Linked DNA regions of Mus musculus: all the other regions are linked to region 1. The links are chromatin contacts, called in public Hi-C maps. All regions are on one chromosome and are shown on one strand. The core of a region is the stretch at or near the end of the contact, and the rest is flanking DNA. Distances in the headings are between cores, read along the strand shown. Region 1 overlaps Prkn (parkin RBR E3 ubiquitin protein ligase). Region 2 overlaps Prkn (parkin RBR E3 ubiquitin protein ligase). Region 3 overlaps Prkn (parkin RBR E3 ubiquitin protein ligase).

Region 1 (2,700 bases), core at 102-2,601:
AAACCCCTCCCTAAACACAATACCCAGAGGACAATAGTAACTTCCAGCTCTCACGAGTGTGGACCCGAAAGCAACAGGCTGGTGCCTCGTAGCATTTACAGGTTCAGTCAGCAGCGGAAGCAGCGTGGGCTTGTCACTAGCCGAAGCCTGTGGAACTTCCCGCACTCAGTTTGTGTTTGAGTCTAAAAAGATTGGTACTTAGCCTCTACCCATTTAAGCCTGTCACTTTAAGGCCACGACTTTGGACATATTCCCCATTATGCAGCCTAGCGTTGCTCCATCAGTTTGTCAGGCGCACCTGCTCTGACTTGACTTCACTGGCAAGGACACAGAGTAGGACAGGACTGTCACTTATGTGGATCTCTAAAGTGGCTTCCCTTACATAGCAATATTTAATTCACTTCTCAGCAGCACAGATGTGTGACAGCTGCTGTTGGTTAAATGTTTACTATATGACAGATCTTGTGCTAAGTTCCATCTCACTTAATCCTCCCAGTAATTTTAAGGGAAAGGTGGCTTTGGGGGGCGGAGGGGTGGAGTAACCTGAACCACACAGAGTGACGTAAGGAAATGAGAAAGAGCTGTGTCTTTAAGTTCTAGATGGTCAGCTCTGAGGTACATGCCTTTATTTAATGTCCTATCACCACAAGATGTGCGCACACGCGCGCACACACACGGGGGGGGGGGAGATTTATTTGTATCAAGTAATCACTAATAAATCTAATAAATTGCTTCTCTGAAATCCATCTGTACCCCCTACCTTCTCCCCTAAGAATACTAGAAACTTCTTTCTAGAGCCAGCCTAAAGTGTACTCCATTGCATCCTGCCGTGGAGCAACAGAGAAAGCTTTGGGGAAATAAATACACACGGGTCCTTAGGAACAGCTCTGCTGACAGTGGCATATAAGACTTTCTAAGAGGAGAAGAAAAAATAACTTAAAGTATTCTAAAGAAATCAGCTCACGCCTCCGTGACCTGAGCACACTGGTTTCTAGCAGAAGCCTACAGACTCTATCTACCTCGGAACCTGAGTAGTAGGTGGCTCACAAAAGGAAGTGGCCCGCGCAGGAGCCAGGTCTCCTTCCCTTCGTGCGCACCGGCCTTATTTCTGTCAGCTGCTCTTCGGTTCTCCAGCTCACCGAGAGGAGGTGAAGTCCCGTGTCATTGTATTGTAATGGCTGGCCTGCAGTCCTCTGGATTGTACATTAGGTTGAAATGTTCTAACTGCTACCTTCTTTCTGGGGCTTCAAGCCCCTGCAGGGACAGATGGACAAGCAGAACCCAGCAGCTACAAGGGAATTGGACGCCCGGTTAAAAGTAATTGGAAGCAGCGTGGCAGGAGCCATTGGAAGGCAAATGAATCCAGAGCTCCATGCTCGCATAATCAGCTGGGAGCTCCCGCGGAGCGGAGCGGAGGGAAAGCTCTTTCCTTTCCGGGATGGTTGGTTTGTAAAGGCTTGCCTTCTCTCAGCCGCTAAGCCAAGCCTTGACAACGCAAGGAGGAAATTTACCGGGAATGTCATAGTAATAACTATCTAGAAATCTCTGCATCAATAATTCATGAATTTGATCTCTAGGAGGTTAATTTAAAAAAAAAAAATTAAAATTAAAAAAAGTCTCCGGGAATAATAAATTGAATTATTATTATAATCATTATTATATAGCTCATTTGAAAGGAAAATCATGACAGTGGTACTGCTCTGACTTTTGCCGGCATGAAGACTGTGACTTTACGGCAAGGAGACTAAAATACAGAACTTGTCAATAATATAAGTCCCGTTAAGACAAGGAAGAAAGGGGAGTGGGAGGGAGATAAAATGACGGAGTGGGAGGGAGATAAAATGACGAGTGAGGCAGGAGTGCACTCAGGCAGGCTTATTTCCCAGGCCCCTTTGAACAGTGTTGGGAGAATTCTGAAGACACCCCTCTCTCCACCCCGCAACCCGAGTTCCTTTTTCCTCTCCCAGCTCCCCTTCCCTGAGGTATGCCTTTACAATGAGTAAAATTTAGGCAGAGTTAGCCAGCAGCCTGTTCACTTCCTAGGATCTGTATCCGTTTCAGACACCCTCGTTTCTCTTCACTGTCCAGTGTGGCCAGTCATTTCCTCTCTGTCAACACGTTCTTCTGGCTTTAATGGCCTCATGGTCCTCCTATACATCTCTAAATTTGCTGTCAAACTTAATTTCATGTACTCTTCTTGTAACTCTCAAAGATGCAAAGAGAAAGACCACCGACCCAAATCACCATGCCAAATTAATTAAATCAAACAGTTAATTAAAGCAAGCCTTTTTTTATTCACATACACGGGCTGTCTCTCCCTAAAAATATGGTTCAAGAGATCAACATTGTATGTGAGGAAGACATTTGTACAGCAAAGAGGTAGGGAGTTCCCAAGTGTGGGGCTTGGCAGAGAAAATAGGCAGGCTTAGAGAAGCAGACCTTAGCAAGGTGGCCATAACAAGGCAGTCATAACAACCTTTGAGAAAAAGGTATGGTTGCAAGGTCATTGATGATTACAACTTTCTGAAACAAAAACGTGATTGTCACTTCCTGGATGAGGGAGTTACGTGGGGCAGAGCCCAGTCTTGAGAAATAGATTCCTGCCATAAACAGGAATGAGAACCTAGTCTGTCCTTACTATAAAATAGCTTTTAAGCCCAAGACCGAGGCGGGCTGGTTCTTCACTGCAGACATAGCTGA
Region 2 (2,700 bases), core at 9-2,508, 760 kb before region 1:
CTAACCGGACAGACAGACAGATTTGATAAGTGTGGAGGAAGGTTGTTGTATTCTGAGGTGCTGATCATGGCCCCAAGCTCTCCAGGTATGTGGAATTCCCAGGATCCTACAGAGCTGTTAAGAAAGCCATGAATGGGTCTTACGAGAACCTCCAGCTACAGTTTGGTTCTTGGAAAGATTTGTCTTTCTGTGCCCGTTTTAGGTTTCTGTTAGAGACTTTTAGCAGGATGTTCTGTGCAAGGTGCTTATGATTCACAATGATGAATGAAGCTTGTCCAAACCCTTCCTGGCTCTCTCTGTTGTGTTTAAGCAACTGCTCAAAGCAAAGCAAACTGATCTGTGTGTGACCTTAGAGTACCCAGGTTCCGGCAAGCCCCATCTGGTCACTACCAAGCAGCAGGAAGGAGCAATGCTGCAGAGAGGGGCAGTAAGCCACAGTGTAATAGGACATGGCCTCAGATACCCCAAATGCTTAGAACTAGTGTTGTAGGAATGATGATGGTCAGGGACATGTAAAACATTCCTGAACACTTGGTGGGGCTGGGCATCCCAATGCCCAATGTAATGAAATGTTCTTTCCTCCCCTCATCTGGGAGAGAGATCAGTGATGAATTTGCAGATTGGTCTATCCCATTTGCCCCAGTATGGAACACCCAGCACCCCCTTGGCAGAATTTCTGCTAGTAACTAATGAGATGTCATATGCTTTTCTCTCATTCATTTAATATAATAGATTCAGAGCCACATCTGCTGAAAAATAAATTTACATTAGGAATTAAAATAATGCCTCCAAATCACCAGTGTGATAGTTCGCTGAGTGGATATTGACGCATAAAAGGCAGGTAAAATGAGGAACCTCTGATCTCAGACTCTCTGCAGACATTGCAGACTGCACATCAAAGACCATATATTTCTATGCAAATGGGACATGTATCTAGCATTGGGAGCATTTCCAGAAAGTACTGTGCAATATGCTCTTCAGAAAAAAAGAAAAAAGAAAAACCCTAAGTCTTGCTTGGTATTACATGAAGCACAGCTACGCACACAGTTTGCAGAGTGGGTGCACATGACACGCCAACACGAACTTTCCTTCTCCACTGTTCCTCGTTTGTGAGGCGACAGCAGATGGCTGAACTGGCACAGGACTGAGTTCGGCACCATTCTGAGTCAGAACTGCTGTGAAGGTGCCAGAGTCTGAGTGGCCAGAAGACCAGATCCCTAATAGCCTCCTGAGACGGCTTTCCTCTCTCTCCCTCAGATGCTTGCAGAGGAGCCTTCCAGAGTGCTCCCTGCCTGTGCTGTGTAATGAGCAGTTTCAGCTCTGTCTGAAGCAGAAGCAGAGGCCTTATGTAACATTGCAACTTCTCAAGAAACCAACACGTCAGCTGTCTACATTTCCACATGTCCCTCAGTACTCTAAAACTCTCATCTTCCTCACACGCATGCAGCCCCCATTGCCTTTTCCAAACACCAATGCACAGAAAGCACTCCTGTCAGATGCTTAGGAAGTTGATGGAGAAGATCACATGTTTGATTGCATACGTGCATGTTGGGGAATGCCTAGCTGCAGGGTTCAGTGCACTTCATCTGTTCTTTCTCTAGTGTCACCTGCTATCTACCATCCATCTTCCTGTTCTTTGCCACAGTATCTGGAAGCCAAGATAACAGCGAGCCCTTCTTGTTCCTATGAGGAGATAATAGAGGGGCAGTCTCTGTAAATCCAAGTAAGCAAGCAGATGTGACAGCTCTGGGCACCTCCTACACACCATGACTTCCTTAATGTCACAGAACAGAGGTAAAACCGTCTGGAGAATGCATGTAAGGATCTCACAGAGCCAATCTTAGCATGAACTGATTGCCAGGACCATATTTAAAACAAAAAGCAACAACCAATACCATGGTGCTTTTTGGGGCTATTTTTGGCTATTTTATTATATTCTTTTACCTCTACTTCCCTTCCAACCTTTAATCCACCATGAGCCCTTCCAGCCCCACCCCCCCAATACTAGGTTGGAGAGAAAGAACATTAGAGGGGAAAGGGGCTTCTTTCAGCTAAAATACAGACTACTTCCTGTTGATTGGTGGTGTCATGTTTCTTGGGGCCAGTCCAATCTTCATCATCAGGGTATCTCCAACTTCTAGTTCCGGACAAACTGTAACAACAACACCTGGGAGCAGCAGTGGGAGCAGCAGCCACCTCCTTCCTCAGAGCTTCTCCAGCCCCTCTTGGGGTGCTGGCATTTATTCCCTTTCCAGAGTCCCCAGAATTAAACTATCTGCGGCTGGCAAAAACCACACCCCTCCTAGAGCATGAGACATAGTCAACTGCTGTGGACAAACTGAAGCAGGCCTGTATCCTGCACCTGGGCACCTGGTAGTAAAAAAAGGAAAGCATATTTCTATAACATAAGTGGGTTTTTAAAGAAATCTAAGTTCTCACTACAACCAACAGTGTCTTCCAGGCAAACAATCTGATGGTGTTCACACATCCATTCATCGTGTAATGTTTTAGGAGGAAACGACAGATGAGGTGCATTGGGGTGCTTTGTGAACCACTGGCTTGGTATGACACAGACCATATGAAGGAGGAACTGCTACATGTAGGGGATTAAACCTGCAATCCCAGCTTTCAGGAGCCTAAGGCATGAGTGGGGCAATGCAAGACCAGTCCAGCAGATAACGGGAGGCCCTATCTCAAGAA
Region 3 (2,700 bases), core at 35-2,534, 850 kb before region 1:
CTCAAACCATTATTTAACACTATATGTTATTTTGAAGAAATCTTTAAATTGAAAAGAAACAATATACTACAAAACTAAAAGTAGATTAATTGAGAAGATAAATGCAAGAATTTAGAAAATATTGTTTGTTTGTTTTATTTTTCTGTTTAAGACAGGGACTTGCTATGTGCAGTCTAGACCATTCTAGAACTTGCTATGTGGAGCACCCTGGCCTAGAATTCACAGAAATCCAGCTGCTGCTTTTGAGTGTTGAGAGTTAAGACATGCACCACCCCACCTGGCTCAGGAGACTAGCAAGTATCTAAGAGCCTCACCTGGAGTGGTGTTAAAAGAGTGGGTGGTTGTAAACAGCAGGCAGATGTGAGAAATGCTAGAGATGGTGTGACAAGGGGAATGAGAAGACAGTCTGGGAGATATCATGGACTCTAGCCAGATTCTAATGAAGAGAGTGATCACAACAGCAGAGGTGATGTCACTTCAAGATCTCGCTCGAAATCCACTGTCACCTGTGAGCTAAGAACACAGGGTGCAAAATCCTTACACAGAGTATGGAGGCCTTATCAAGAACCTACAACCATTTCACAGAGTCCAGAACTCTTCACAGAACCTAGATTCAAAACCTTGCCCAGAGTTCTTTCATAGGCCCCAAGCTCTCTTCAGCTGTCTACACAGTGGCTTCCATTTCCACCATTTCTTTCTGGGGCATCCACATGCTGCCTTTGAGTTTTATGCAAAGGACTCTGCGGAGGGAGTGAGCATTTGTTCAGTCTTTTGGAGCAGAATAGTCTATACACTCATGGGAATCTTGAGATTCCAATCAAGCAAGTTCTCCGCTTTACTCCCTCTGTTCCAGGAGGGCTGTGAAAGGCACAAAACTGCCGTAGTCTGCAGGTCACTGACCAGGGTCTGAGCAGGAAAACACCTAGGGAAAAACACCTAGGGGAAACTGTTTTTGGTTTTGTTTGTTTTTTTTTTTGTTGTTGTTGTTTTGTTTTGTTTTGTCTTTTTTCTAACTACTGCTCTATACTATAAATTTATGCTCTGTGATAAATGGAAGAAAATATATGCCATGCACTGGAGGGCAGGTGAGGGGCAAGCTGCTTCAGAGACATTTCACTGGCCATTAAGGGTTTGGAGTAATATTCTTTCTTCTCTCTCTGCCCCTGGTCTTGTCTAGTGTTTGTCAGGTTCAACTCCAGCTATGGCTTCCCAGTGGAGGTCGATTCTGACACCAGCATCTTGCAGCTCAAGGAAGTGGTTGCTAAGCGACAGGGGGTTCCAGCTGACCAGCTGCGTGTGATTTTTGCCGGGAAGGAGCTTCCGAATCACCTGACGGTTCAAGTGAGTCTCCCTGGGTGGGTGGTCCCTGGGATGTAGCCAGGGCCAAAGACCCTGCAGCTAATGCTGCCAATCTGACATTCACGCCTGAGATCTAATAGAATAAATAGTACCTGGGGATTCCTTGAACTTTACTCCGCACGGCTTCATTAATTCTGACCTTCTTAATTATGCATTAAAACAGTATGCAGGAAGGACTGGAGGAACAAGTGTGGGTGAGCCAAGACCGGGAGAGAGAAGCCAGGGGCGCGCGCGCTCAGTTTAGTGAATAAATGTTTACTGACTGAGGGAGCAGGAAGGCACAATTTCTGGGTCTGTTCAATTTTTACCTTCCTTATTCTATTTGAATCGTAATGAAGAAGGATTCAAATAAATCGTTCCCAAGAAGGCTGCTCAGGCCATGCCTAGTGAGGGATTTACAACCCAACTGTGACCCCTGGAGGACACTCATAGCTGCTGCCTGGACTACAGCAGACACTGGCCCAGGGCCCCCATTTGCAGAGGGCTCTGAGCCAAGGACAGGAAGCATCAAATTCACACAGCAAAAGTCCATCTTTGTATCTCGGGGGCGTAGACGGAGTTACCCCTGGCCGACGCCCCTGAAACAGAACTAACTAAACTGTGGGGATCTGCTTTCCTGCCTATTACTTCCTGGGTATCTGGCCCCTGCTGTGCTGTGGAAACCGCTTCTTTATGGCATCTTGTACATTTGGAGAGATGAGTTTTGTAGGCATCCAAGGAACTGGATAGCAATTGATGCACGGGCCCTTTGCCTAGAATGAGAGAACAGTGAGTGTTTTGGAGGGAAGTCCGGCAAATATGAACCACATTTACTCAAGTGATTAGAAGCAGGGAAAAGCGCGTCCCCTCCACTCTGTGTAGGGTGGTATTGCACCCTGGTTCACAGCAGGGTGGGGACCTGTGCTGTACTCGGAGCTTCTGACTGCCCAGGCCAGGCAGTGCGCTGACGTATTTGCTGCTTTGTGAAATGCTTTTGGAATGTGGGTATACAAAGAAACTATAGAAATGCAAATGATTCTGCTATCTCCCCCCCCCCCCCCGCCTGCCCCCTTTGGTGGCAGGAGGACTCACACCCATTGTGCACAAAGTGCTGTGCTTTGCTTTCAGGCAATTTGTTTCATAAGGGAAGTGCCTGTGCTAAGAAGTGTTTGGATTTTTTTTTTTTTTTAATTTCAGTCAACTAAAAAGCTTTTGCAGTTCCTGCCAACTTCTAAACCTAAGATTGTTTCCTTCACAAATAAATGGTTTTAAAACTGTTTCTTGAATCCAGATAGACTTTATTATGAGAGCCATTAGATTTTAAATCCCCTCACCTGTACAAAGGAGGGTACGTGTAGCAGT

Evidence for each region. Hi-C and Micro-C count contacts between places; a contact is called where the count stands out from the background.
Region 2: a contact with region 1 is called in a Hi-C map of cerebral cortex, with 1.7 times the contacts expected there. The contact joins two enhancer-like sites. A contact is called at or near these places in 2 of 484 Hi-C or Micro-C datasets (cerebral cortex and embryonic stem cells).
Region 3: a contact with region 1 is called in a Hi-C map of cerebellum, with 1.9 times the contacts expected there. The contact joins two enhancer-like sites. A contact is called at or near these places in 1 of 484 Hi-C or Micro-C datasets (cerebellum), 6 of 115 datasets of contacts at active chromatin or transcription factors (SST interneurons, astrocytes, embryonic midbrain and 2 more) and 1 of 9 other capture datasets (embryonic stem cells).

The regions. Positions count from the first base shown.
Region 1 is chr17:11,911,885-11,914,584 of GRCm38.p6, forward strand. All of the region lies in intron 9 of Prkn (parkin RBR E3 ubiquitin protein ligase), which reads left to right. Among named protein-coding and RNA genes, the nearest start is that of D17Ertd648e, 30 kb to the left of the region's middle. Within about 2 kb of position 1,352, at least 35 of the 459 cell types and tissues checked have an H3K27ac peak or open chromatin away from gene starts, as enhancers often do. A contact at or near this core is called in cerebellum and cerebral cortex, where this site is marked.
Region 2 is chr17:11,156,588-11,159,287 of GRCm38.p6, forward strand. The region is part of intron 2 of Prkn (parkin RBR E3 ubiquitin protein ligase); the gene reads left to right. Among named protein-coding and RNA genes, the nearest start is that of Gm41526, 24 kb to the left of the region's middle. Within about 2 kb of position 1,259, at least 37 of the 459 cell types and tissues checked have an H3K27ac peak or open chromatin away from gene starts, as enhancers often do. A contact at or near this core is called in cerebral cortex, where this site is marked.
Region 3 is chr17:11,065,952-11,068,651 of GRCm38.p6, forward strand. It overlaps Prkn (parkin RBR E3 ubiquitin protein ligase), which reads left to right. Exons shown (of 12, transcript NM_016694.4): 2 at 1,178-1,341. Among named protein-coding and RNA genes, the nearest start is that of Gm41526, 67 kb to the right of the region's middle. Within about 2 kb of position 1,285, at least 82 of the 459 cell types and tissues checked have an H3K27ac peak or open chromatin away from gene starts, as enhancers often do. A contact at or near this core is called in cerebellum, where this site is marked.